Regions from separate parts of the Mus musculus genome. Here all the other regions are linked to region 1. The links are chromatin contacts, called in public Hi-C and Micro-C maps. All regions are on one chromosome and are shown on one strand. The core of a region is the stretch at or near the end of the contact, and the rest is flanking DNA. Distances in the headings are between cores, read along the strand shown. Region 1 holds the start of Neurog2 (neurogenin 2). Region 2 overlaps Ank2 (ankyrin 2, brain). Region 3 holds the start of Ank2 (ankyrin 2, brain).

Region 1 (3,551 bases), core at 417-2,916:
ACTATTTCCCTGGATGCTAATTTTGCTTTTCTTCGGCTCCACGCTCTCCAAATCCTGCTCCGTAGCCCTCTAAGGGAACTAAACACACGCAAACCGTGCCAATGCGAACAGTGCTCTGGCTGAACTCTTCTCTGAGATTCAGCTCATTTTCAGTCCCAACGAACTAAGGAGCCAGAGACCTGCGGATAATCTCTTTCTCTGGCTCTGGTGGACTGCTAAAGCCCCTCCCAAGACTCTCCTTTCATCCTCGCAAAAAAGGACCCCGCGACCGGTCCCAGATGACACTCAGGACTCACTCACTTCTGGGACTCTGGTTCTGCGTCTAGTGGTAAAGGGGAGGGACAGACAGCAATTCAGAACAAGTTTCCTCTCAAGTCCAGCAGGGAGCTAGAGCTCCTTTCTATTTTTTTTCTCCCCATTGAAAAGGCAGAATTGGGAGGACAGGCCCTATGTCTCAACAACGCCCCCCAGAGCGGAGCAGAGGTCATACAAGTGTCAGAGTGATCCACTCGCTCCTAGGAGCAGTAGCACGCCTGCCTTTGCCACCCACACAGGAAGCCACCTTATAGTATCATCTGGCTCTAACCTGTTGTTGGTACCCATCCCCTTCCGCACCAGAAGCCCCCCAAATTACGTCAAGGCGTGAAGCCTCACTGTGTCTCAGGGAAAATGGGTGTGTCAAGTGAGTGCGTTTATTTTATTTTATTTTATTTTATTTTTTTTTAATGCTCATCAATTGCTCTCCGACCAATTTCCCCTTCTAGGGGACGTCTCTGTGAACTCCTAATGTTTCCCAAACAGTCATAGACACGTTTCTCTAGAACTCAGGCACACTCTCTCACAACGTGCCTCCTGTCTGGCACACGTACGTGACCCCTTCCTTTTCCTAATTAGACTAAGGTGTTTTAAAACCCGTTTTCTAGTTGATACGGCCCCAAAGAGGCTTTGCCGAGACATGGCCGGCAGCACCACCAGGCTGCCTTCTCCGGGATTCTGACTCTCACTAATTCAAGGCTCCGGTCGCCCGCCCGTGAGACCCCGGCTGAGACGGGCGGGACGCGTATGGAGGACTCGGGCGGGAGCAGTAGTCGGGGTGCCCCCCCCCCCCCCCGCCATGGGCCCCCAGCACTCGGGCCCCTAATGAGCTGCTGAAAGGGAGCGGGCTCCGGTGCGCGTGGCTCGCAGGCCTCCCGGAGTCCCGGGAACACTGATTGGCCAGCTGCGCCTCGCGACCTCCTTTCATTAATAAATTAGCGGCACGCTCCAGCCGAGCGCGAGCCACCAATCACAATAGACAGCGGCGGCGACAACAGCCGCAGCTTGAGCCACTGCCGCCGCCGCGGCTTCGGTAGCTTGGGCTGCAGCCTGGAGCGCCAACAGGAGCTTTAGAACCATTTTATGCTGATTAGATAAAGGGGGGACGGAGGGGCGGGGGTGATGGAGGAGGAGGATGGATGGCCAGGCCAGGGGAGGGGGAGAGGGACTAAAGAAAGGGAAAGAAATGAATGATGATAATACGATGAAAAGAATAAGCTGGGGAGGGAGAGCGGGGGACCAGGACAGGCGGAGGAGGAGAGGGCGGGGGAAGGGTAGGTGAGGAGGGGGCCCCGGGGCAGATCTGATTGTTTTCTTGGTGGTATATAAGGGGTTTTAAGGAGAGTCGTGTGCCAGACACGCAGCCACTGAACCACAAGCAGCTCGGCTTTAACTGGAGTGCCTTGGAGTCGCGTGCCAGCAGCCACACGGCCAGGGACTGACTGACAGACAACCACGCACGAGAACGACAACACACGAGACTCGGGCGAGCTGCCGCGGTCGTCCGGGCTCTTGGCAAAGTCGCCCAGCCGAGAGGCCCCCCCGCGGAGGTGCGCCTAGGAAGCGCCAAGCCCGCGGCGCGGAGGACACCGTGCTCGGTTCCGGGCTGCGGGGACATTCCCGGACACACACCGGAGCAGCAGCTGCGCCGCGACACATCTGGAGCCGCGTAGGTAAGTGTGCATGCCGCGGCTCTCCACTTCGCAGGCAGTGTCCCCACGCAGGCTCACGCCGCCCACGCTAACTCCATCGCTCTAGACGCAGTGACTTCTGTGACCGGCAGAAGGTGGCTCGAGCCCGGGGCGCTCCTCCCCAGCTCTGTCCTCGCCATCTTCGCGAATGCACATTGAGGGAGATGGAGGGGGGGGGGGCGGGGCGCGGCGCCAGCGACACTTTACCCTGTCCATTCTGGGAATAAATTTCATCTGCCTCTTCTTTCTCAGGATGTTCGTCAAATCTGAGACTCTGGAGTTGAAGGAGGAAGAGGAGGTACTGATGCTGCTGGGCTCGGCTTCCCCGGCCTCGGCGACCCTGACCCCGATGTCCTCCAGCGCGGACGAGGAGGAGGACGAGGAGCTGCGCCGGCCGGGCTCCGCGCGTGGGCAGCGTGGAGCGGAAGCCGGGCAGGGGGTGCAGGGCAGTCCGGCGTCGGGTGCCGGGGGTTGCCGGCCAGGGCGGCTGCTGGGCCTGATGCACGAGTGCAAGCGTCGCCCGTCGCGCTCACGGGCCGTCTCCCGAGGTGCCAAGACGGCGGAGACGGTGCAGCGCATCAAGAAGACCCGCAGGCTCAAGGCCAACAACCGCGAGCGCAACCGCATGCACAACCTAAACGCCGCGCTGGACGCGCTGCGCGAGGTGCTGCCCACCTTCCCCGAGGATGCCAAGCTCACGAAGATCGAGACGCTGCGCTTCGCCCACAATTACATCTGGGCGCTCACCGAGACTCTGCGCCTGGCGGACCACTGCGCCGGCGCCGGTGGCCTCCAGGGGGCGCTCTTCACGGAGGCGGTGCTCCTGAGCCCGGGAGCTGCGCTCGGCGCCAGCGGGGACAGCCCTTCTCCACCTTCCTCCTGGAGCTGCACCAACAGCCCGGCGTCATCCTCCAACTCCACGTCCCCATACAGCTGCACTTTATCGCCCGCTAGCCCCGGGTCAGACGTGGACTACTGGCAGCCCCCACCTCCGGAGAAGCATCGTTATGCGCCTCACCTGCCCCTCGCCAGGGACTGTATCTAGAGCTGCGGGTCTCCCTCTCTCGTCCTCTACCCGGCCCTCTTCCCATCCTTCTCCCGCCCCTCACCCTCCACGCCCCGGACTCCACTTCACAGAGCAGAGGTGGCCCTTGCAATCCCCTCGGCGGCTGGTGCATTCGGGGGTGGAGACCAGCTCTGGTTTATTGAAGATGTGAGGATTTATGGTCAAAGAGGACTATGGCGTGTGGGAGTGGGGGCTGGCGTGGGGAACCTCGTAAGACTGTAAAAGACACTGAGAAAAAGTACCATAACTAACGAGTGTGCAGAGCAGACTGACGCTCCTCCCCTCTCTCAGAGCTGCTGGAGGAGAACTCCGGGCAGGCAGTTCGTGTGAATCTCTCAGAGGGAATGCAACTGGTCCCTGTGATCTTTTCACCTTCGTTTCTACATAGAGATGTTAATGTCAGTCGAAAGAAATGTATTTTAGCATCTGAATGAATTTACTGGTAATAATATTATCCACACATTTGCAATGGCTGGCAT
Region 2 (3,551 bases), core at 374-2,873, 180 kb before region 1:
GGCAAAGAGCACAGAAACATAAATATTCACAACCAACCTTATGTCTGCACAAGTCAGGGGGGCTGAGTCAGATGGAGGTGGTGGGAAGACAAATTGGCAGAGGGGAAAGAAGGAAAAGGAAAGGGGAGAGGGGGAGAGAGAGACAGAAGGGTGAGAAGGGAGAAATTAACTACCTGTTGTTAGTTCATACAGCACTGATAGAAAAGGAAAGAAAACCTAGTGTAAACTGCTGTAGTCATCCAGGAATGTTGGGTTGTTCTCAGTTCTCTAGAGAAATAAAATCAGTAGGAAATGCATACATGGCTGTACATATGAAGAAACTGGAATGGGATTGTGTGACTATGAAGCCTATACCCCAGAAATTTTCATCTGCAAGCTGGAAAAATCCAGGAAAGCCAAGAGTGTAAATTCTAACCCAAATGCAGAGAGACAGGACAGCTCGAGGTGTCACTCATTCCCCTAAATTCCCCTAGGGGGCAGCACCACCCCCTGCTCCCGCTGCCTTGAGGCTCTATGCAACTGAACATAAAATGAACTAGAATGAAGGGTCTCCATTCCAACATTACAAATTCCCAGGATCCACAAAGACCTAATAAACGCTACTTTCCAAACCTGGTTTGGGAATTATCCTAGCTGATCTGAGTCTTCAAGAAGAAGTGAATTTGATCTCCTGGCTTTTAGCAAAATGTGGAGGGAAGAAAAAAAGTATAATTCCAAGAATCTGATACAACAGAAGTCACTCTATCATGACCTATGAGAACTGTCTGCTACCCCCAAGGCAAGACCCACGGCTCTAAATATGTTTTATGTGCTGTAATAAAAGGTGTACACACCTAGTCTTAATGACCTTTTCAGTTGCTTGGTTTTATTAAGCTGGCCCCCTTCCTTATTTTGTAAGTTCAGGACCAGAAGTGTTCTAATTCCTGTGAGCATTCATGTAATGCAGTCAGATTGCGCCAGGGTCTGCTGTCTGTCTTCCCCAACATGAATCTGCTGTCCTAGGTGCACCTAACTCGTGTGCCAGTCTGTTTTTGCGATGCCGGGGAAGATTCAGTGCACTGTGCGTGCCAGACAAGCACTTATCACCGAGCCATCTCTCCAGCCCCACTCACACATTCTTTAAATTGTTGGGGAGGGTTGGAGTAGAGACGGGGTCTTGGTAATGTAGGCTGGCCTCAGAGTCACTGTGACTCTGACTTCCTGGATCTCCATCTTGGTCCTTCACTACCCAAGTGCTATCAGTAGAGCACACAGTACCCAGATGTCGGCCACTGCACCTGGTTTCTGTGGCCTGGTCGCTATTTTAATTTAGAGCTGAAATGGGGACCTGGTCCCAAACAAGAAACCAGAGCGGAGTCTTGGGATTTCCAGTGAAGAGACTGACTGTGAAATACCAGGAGTCAGAAGAAACATAATTTCCAGCGGGGGAAAAAAAAGCAAAAGTGTATTTAAATTTCAGCTTTGCCCCCACCTCCCAGACGGGGTTGCGACTGCCATGACCTAAATGAGATTTTTTTTTTAATGCTTTCTGTTTTATTTATGTGTCCATGTATGTGCAGCTGCATGTGGCCGCACATGTACATGCCAGATACTCTCAAAGACCAGAAGAGGGCATCGCATCCCCTGGAGCTGGAGTGATTGTGAGCCCCTCATGTGGGTTGCTAGCTATTGAACTCAAATCCTCAGTCAGAGTGGTAAGTGCTCTTAAACCTCTGAGCCATCTTTCCAGCCCGGGGTTCGCTTAAGACTGAGATACAAGCCGGGCGTGGTGGCGCACGCCTTTAATCCCAGCACTCGGAAAGCAAAGGCAGGCGGATTTCTGAGTTCGAGGCCAGCCTGGTCTACAAAGTGAGCCCCAGGACATCCAGGGCTATTCAGAGAAACCCTGTCTTGAAAAAACAACAACAACAAAGACTGAGATACACAGATCTCAGTTCTGGCTTCTGAGCTGCAGCTGTGCCTTGCTGCCGCTGTGCACGGGCTTTCCATTAGTGGCATTAAAGGGAGCTGAGGAGAGTGGAGTCGGGAAGACTGAAGGAGAGATACAGGAAATTCCCTCGAGATTAAGTCTGTGAGCCTGGAGGGAATGATTTTTGTTCCCTGTAAAAGAAATTGTTGGGAGATACATCTGGGTGAGCGGACCTGTGCTCCTGAAGGCCTGGAGGACTTTTAGCTACCAACTATGTTTCCTCCCAGGAACGGAGCTAGGCAGGAAGTCAGCCTTTAAGGGAGGGATTCTATATAAACTTGGGGAACGAGAAAATCCACAATGTCCTAAGGACGATTCGCAGAGGTAAACAGAAGTGTTCTATGGCTCCATGAGAGCCAAAAGGAGACTATTAAAGAGACGACAACCACAGACAGAAGGGATGGGCGCCAGTTTGCTTTGAGAAATTGGACTGTAGGCCTATCTTCTACCTCTGCAAAATGCATTGTCCTGACCAGTTAAACTTCCAAAATGGCTAAGCAGTTGCCCAAAATTCAGTTCAAACAGCCACTCTAAACTGCTTTCAGGCTCTAAAATTAGCAGCTGCTGGGCGTGGTTGTGCACACCTTCAATCCCAGAACTCCAGATGCAAAAGTAAGCGTGAATTCTGTGAGTTCCAAGGCCAGTCTCCAAGTCTGGTCTACCCAGTGAGTTCCAGTTCAGTCCGGGCTGCACAAAGACCCCACCCACCCCCACCCTCACCCCGTCTCAAAAGAGAAAAGAAAAGAAACCTAGCAAGTGTTTTAACTATACATTCCACCTAAGTTGCAAGAGTAATTCATGGTAAAGTATTACTATTCCCATTCAATGAAGGAGAACATTGGCTCGAAGAGACGTAGAGCCACTGCCAGACAGACTCCCTCCTGACAAACTCACAGATTGACCTTGAGCTGGGGTCTACGTCTTTAATCGGGTTCAGCTGGACGATTCTGCTCCAGTATTTTTTTTTCTGTTTAATGTTTTTCTTAAACGGACAGACAAGTCATGCACGTTCCGAAATGATCCCACAAGTCATTATTTAAGTCCAACTTAGCACTTTCTTTCTATAATTTGCAAGTTTAATGCTCTCTAATGAGATATTGAATATGCATAGAATTAAACTATCAAGTAATTAAGCATTTGCAAAACAAACTTCAGCTTTAGCACAAGTTCCTGCCACAAGATGGCACTAGAAAGTCTATAGCAGGGCTGGAGAGATGGCTCTGTGGGTAAGAGCACTGACTGCTCTTCCAGAAGTCCTGAGTTCAAATCCCAGAAACTCACAACCATGAGGAATGAGATCGGTTGCCCTCTTCTGGTGTGTCTGAAGACAGCTACAGTGTACTTACATATAATAAATAAATAAATCTTTTAAAAAATAAAAAGTACATTGAACTGGATAAGGCTATAGCTCAGTGGTAGAGTGCTTACCCAGCAATGAGTAAGCTTGACCACAGAGGGAAAGAGTCTATATAGTAAACCCACCTAAAACACTTTGATCTAAGGCATCCTAGAATAAGATAGAACTATAGACACTATAGAAGGCAGCCTGGTGTCTTATTCGTTTGTTTATAGCGATCGACCC
Region 3 (3,551 bases), core at 680-3,179, 130 kb before region 1:
CTTACATGACAAACAGTAGCATCATATTCATTCTTACATGCATAACTACTTCTAACCCAGATTTAATACCTGTTCTCACAATTCCAAAGGGAAAAAAATAACTTGAAGTGCAATTTAAAATACTATCATAAAACTAGAATCCTGGCCCCATAAGGATTTCAAACTCTAGCAATTCCTTTGGAAACAGACTGACATAAAAAGAAATTCTCGTTAAATTTTAGGTATTACATTTAAAACCTCCATTAAAAGAGTATACCGTAATGCAACTCTACCTAGAGATATCAGGGGCCAAATGAGACAAAGACCTTGTTAAGTGTTAACCAAATTTTCCTATCATCCATTCATAAATTAGGGGGTTCTGAGTGTTCTTCAAAAAGTTCACAGTACTAGGAAAGACAGCATTCCCTTCTGTTGGGAATTACCTTTCTGTCTAATAGTAACTATATAGTTACTCTGTTTCTAAATAGGAATCCAGTTCTCTTTGGTAGTTCCTTCCTTGCCATTAGCAAATCACATCTCAGAATAAAATGCCATCTGAACAGGCAGGAGGGCAACCTTCCACTGTGAGGACCTAAGAGCTAAGTGAGGAGGAGGTCCTGGCTATGGTGGCAGGTGCAGAAAGCCTAGCCATGAAATCTCAGACCACTAGGGAGTGGAGTACCACGCTCCCAACCCCGTCAGCCCCCACCACACTTAATTTTTAGAGATAGGGTCTTAACTATGTAGCCCCAGTTGTCCTGGGATTTCCTAGGCAGACCAGGCTGACCTCAAACTCACATGGACTCTCCAGCCTCAGCCTCTGTAGTGCGTGGGCCGCCATGCCGGAGGACCACTACTCCCTTTTAAAATTATTAAAGTATATATAACATAGACAGAAAAATAGGACTTATTCAAACAGCCAGACAAGTGGGCAAGCCCTTGTTGCGGTGCTGGAGGGCTGGGCAAACTGTGAGTATCGATGCAGGGCGAGCATGAATACCTTCCCTACCACTACATGACTGCAGTTGTTGGGGTAGCCGTGTTGAAAGTTGAAGTCCCTTCTCTCCTGTGGGTGAGAAGCCAGCATTTGCAGCCACCCCTGGCAAAGGTCCTAAGAAAACTCCATTCAGGGCTACAGCCCCATCCTAGCACCCTGAGTGGCTTCTAACGGTATAGCTCTGCAGTGGGTCATGTGACAGCTGGGTGTGTGCCTCCTTGCAGCGCAGAGAGATCAGTTTGCGGGTGTGCCTGAGTGTGTACGGACAGAAGTTACACGCCTGGTTTAGGAAGGCGCGCGCGTGGGGGTTGGGGGGTTGAGGGGGCGTGAGTGCAAAGTGGACGTTGAAAAAGGTTTCAGGAATACTCCTGGGCCAGGCGAAGTGCACAAGCTCGCATGAATGGGTTCCCTGTGGGGCCAGCCCCTGTCCCCTGAAGTCGATGTCCCGGTCCTTGGGGGAGGCGAGGACCTGGGGGACAACCCCCCCCCCGGCACCCAGCACCCACCTGACGGATCCGCGGGGGGTTCTGCGGGGTGCAGGCCCCTCCCTCCGGGCCAGGGGAGGTGGGAGAAGCCATGTCCACGCTCTCGGAACTCCTTCCCTCGGTCAAGTCCGGCTGTCCCGCGTGTCCTCGTCTCTTCCGCTCCCGGCCTGCGGCGTTCGGGCTCACCCGGGGACCCGCGTGCTTCTAGGCGACCGCAGAAGGTCGGCCTTGGCCGCGATCGCCCGTGGAGACCTGCTGCCCGAGCCCACCTACCTCTGCGCGAGGTGCCGTGGGGCCATGGTGCGCCGAGTGGGCTGCGGGCTGGGCCGGCGACAAGCGCTAAGCGACTGCTGCTGGTGGCGCGGGGAGAAAGAGGAGGGCTTCTTCCTTCGCCGCGCGCCGGGAGAGCGATGAGCTCATGGACAGCTCCCAGAAATATGTCTATATGCACCACTGCCTGCCGGAGCTCGCGAGGTGGGTGGGGATAAGAAGCTCGGCTGCGCTCCCGCAGCCCGGGAGACGTCCCCCGGGAGGCCCGGCTGCTGCTCCTCCCTGCCCCGCGCGGGCCCGCTCCGCTCCCATTCACTCTCACACCCGCTACACGCCAGATCTCCTGTCCGCGTGGGCGAGCCACCCACCCACCTCTAGCGCATTCTTTGTCCTTCCAACCACTCCCTCCCAATGAGGAACAAGTCATTTATATGAAGTGACCAGAATGTGGAATACCTCTGTGACCTTAGCTCCTGTCCAATGTGAACTGAGGAGGGTGAAATGTCACAATCTGTGTATCTTTCACGCTTTGGGCGTTTCCTCTTCCCCACCTTTTCCTTGATGAGAAAGAGCCTTCCAGCTACTCTTCCCGGTGATGACTTGGCTGCCTTTTCTCTAAGGTACCCTGAACACTTGCATAGATCCTGAAAGAGTTGGGACCCAAAGGACCAGGTTTAGCAGACCGGCGCAATGGCTGTGGCACAAGTCATGCGTGCTGCGGGATGGCTGGCCTACTTTGCGTTGCTGCTTCCCTGGAATAAAGCTGGAACTACCAGGAGTAGGGAAAATCGCCATCCAAGTACCTCTTTAGTGATGTCCCACTGAGATGGAAATTTCATTTGTTTGTTTTTAATAGCAGCAAGAGCTGGAATGTAGCTCAGTATATCACATATTTGCTTGCTATGAATGAAGCCTTGGGTGCGATCCCCAGCTATGGATAAACTAGGCGTGGCTGTGCATGTCTGCCGTCCCAGTACTTGGGAGGCAGAGATGGAAAAATCAGAAGTTCAAGGTCATCTTTGGCTCTACAGTGAGTTCGAGGCCAGCTTGTGGTACATGGGACCATGTATAAACAAACAAACAAACAAATAAATAAATAAAATCTAGCAAAATGACTTTCATGAGACGAGTTGTCCTCTCTCCTGCCATTTATTTTCCATTTCCTATGAATCTCCACACGGATATATCTCCAGCTTTAACAAAAGAGAGCCGAGCTCCATGGTCCGTGCCTGGAGTCCCAGCACGGTTAGACTGAGCCAAGAGCATCCTTGCACAGAGGGACTAGGGGACAAGCTGGTTACCATGAGAAGACACAAATGGTCCTGCAACCCAGATGGACAAATCCTCAGAAATATCACTAATTATTGATGCTCTTGGGTCCCAAATTTGATCATCTGTAGATCTTATTGATTTTTACAGTTCAATCATATCTGCATTTTCTCTATTCTTCTCATTCACACCACCATCATGGCTCAACATTCTAATACACACAGCATAAAACCGGGCTGCATGTTCGCACCTGTGCACTGCACAGCTTGAAACAGATCTAGAAAGAGAAATGTCGTGTCTGGGACACGACAGCCTGCCCTGCCTTTCCCATCTTCCTTACTGCATCCCTTCTGTGCACTTTGCTCCTCTTGATGGGATTTGTATTCACTTGTTTATCCTTTGAGGCTCACCTAGGACTTGAAGGCAGAGTCCACGAGAGCACGGCCGAGCACCTTTGGATATTATTATATCCAGAAAATGTTAAAGATCCGAGAATCGTTGCTAAGCTTCTTTGGAAGGTGAGCACCTTTGGATATTATTATATCCAGAAA

Evidence for each region. Hi-C and Micro-C count contacts between places; a contact is called where the count stands out from the background.
Region 2: a Micro-C map of embryonic stem cells shows a contact between it and region 1, with 3 times the contacts expected there. The contact joins the enhancer-like site here to the promoter of Neurog2 in region 1. A contact is called at or near these places in 1 of 39 promoter capture datasets (embryonic stem cells), 1 of 15 datasets of contacts at CTCF or cohesin (embryonic stem cells), 14 of 484 Hi-C or Micro-C datasets (Th1 cells and embryonic stem cells) and 6 of 115 datasets of contacts at active chromatin or transcription factors (embryonic stem cells, epiblast stem cells and stem cell-derived epiblast-like cells).
Region 3: a contact with region 1 is called in a Hi-C map of germline stem cells, with 2.0 times the contacts expected there. The contact joins the promoter of Ank2 here to the promoter of Neurog2 in region 1. A contact is called at or near these places in 2 of 484 Hi-C or Micro-C datasets (embryonic stem cells and germline stem cells) and 2 of 9 other capture datasets (adipose tissue and liver).

Annotation. Positions count from the first base shown.
Region 1 is chr3:127,631,470-127,635,020 of GRCm38.p6, forward strand. Neurog2 (neurogenin 2) reads left to right here and starts at 1,667. Exons shown (of 2, transcript NM_009718.3): 1 at 1,667-1,988; 2 at 2,259-3,551. The coding sequence starts at 2,260. The coding sequence ends at 3,051.
Region 2 is chr3:127,450,793-127,454,343 of GRCm38.p6, forward strand. All of the region lies in intron 1 of Ank2 (ankyrin 2, brain), which reads right to left. Among named protein-coding and RNA genes, the nearest start is that of Gm35535, 18 kb to the right of the region's middle. Within about 2 kb of position 1,624, at least 25 of the 459 cell types and tissues checked have an H3K27ac peak or open chromatin away from gene starts, as enhancers often do. A contact at or near this core is called in embryonic stem cells and epiblast stem cells, where this site is marked.
Region 3 is chr3:127,497,186-127,500,736 of GRCm38.p6, forward strand. It overlaps Ank2 (ankyrin 2, brain), which reads right to left and starts at 1,930. Exons shown (of 48, transcript NM_001327938.1): 1 at 1,483-1,930. The coding sequence starts at 1,554.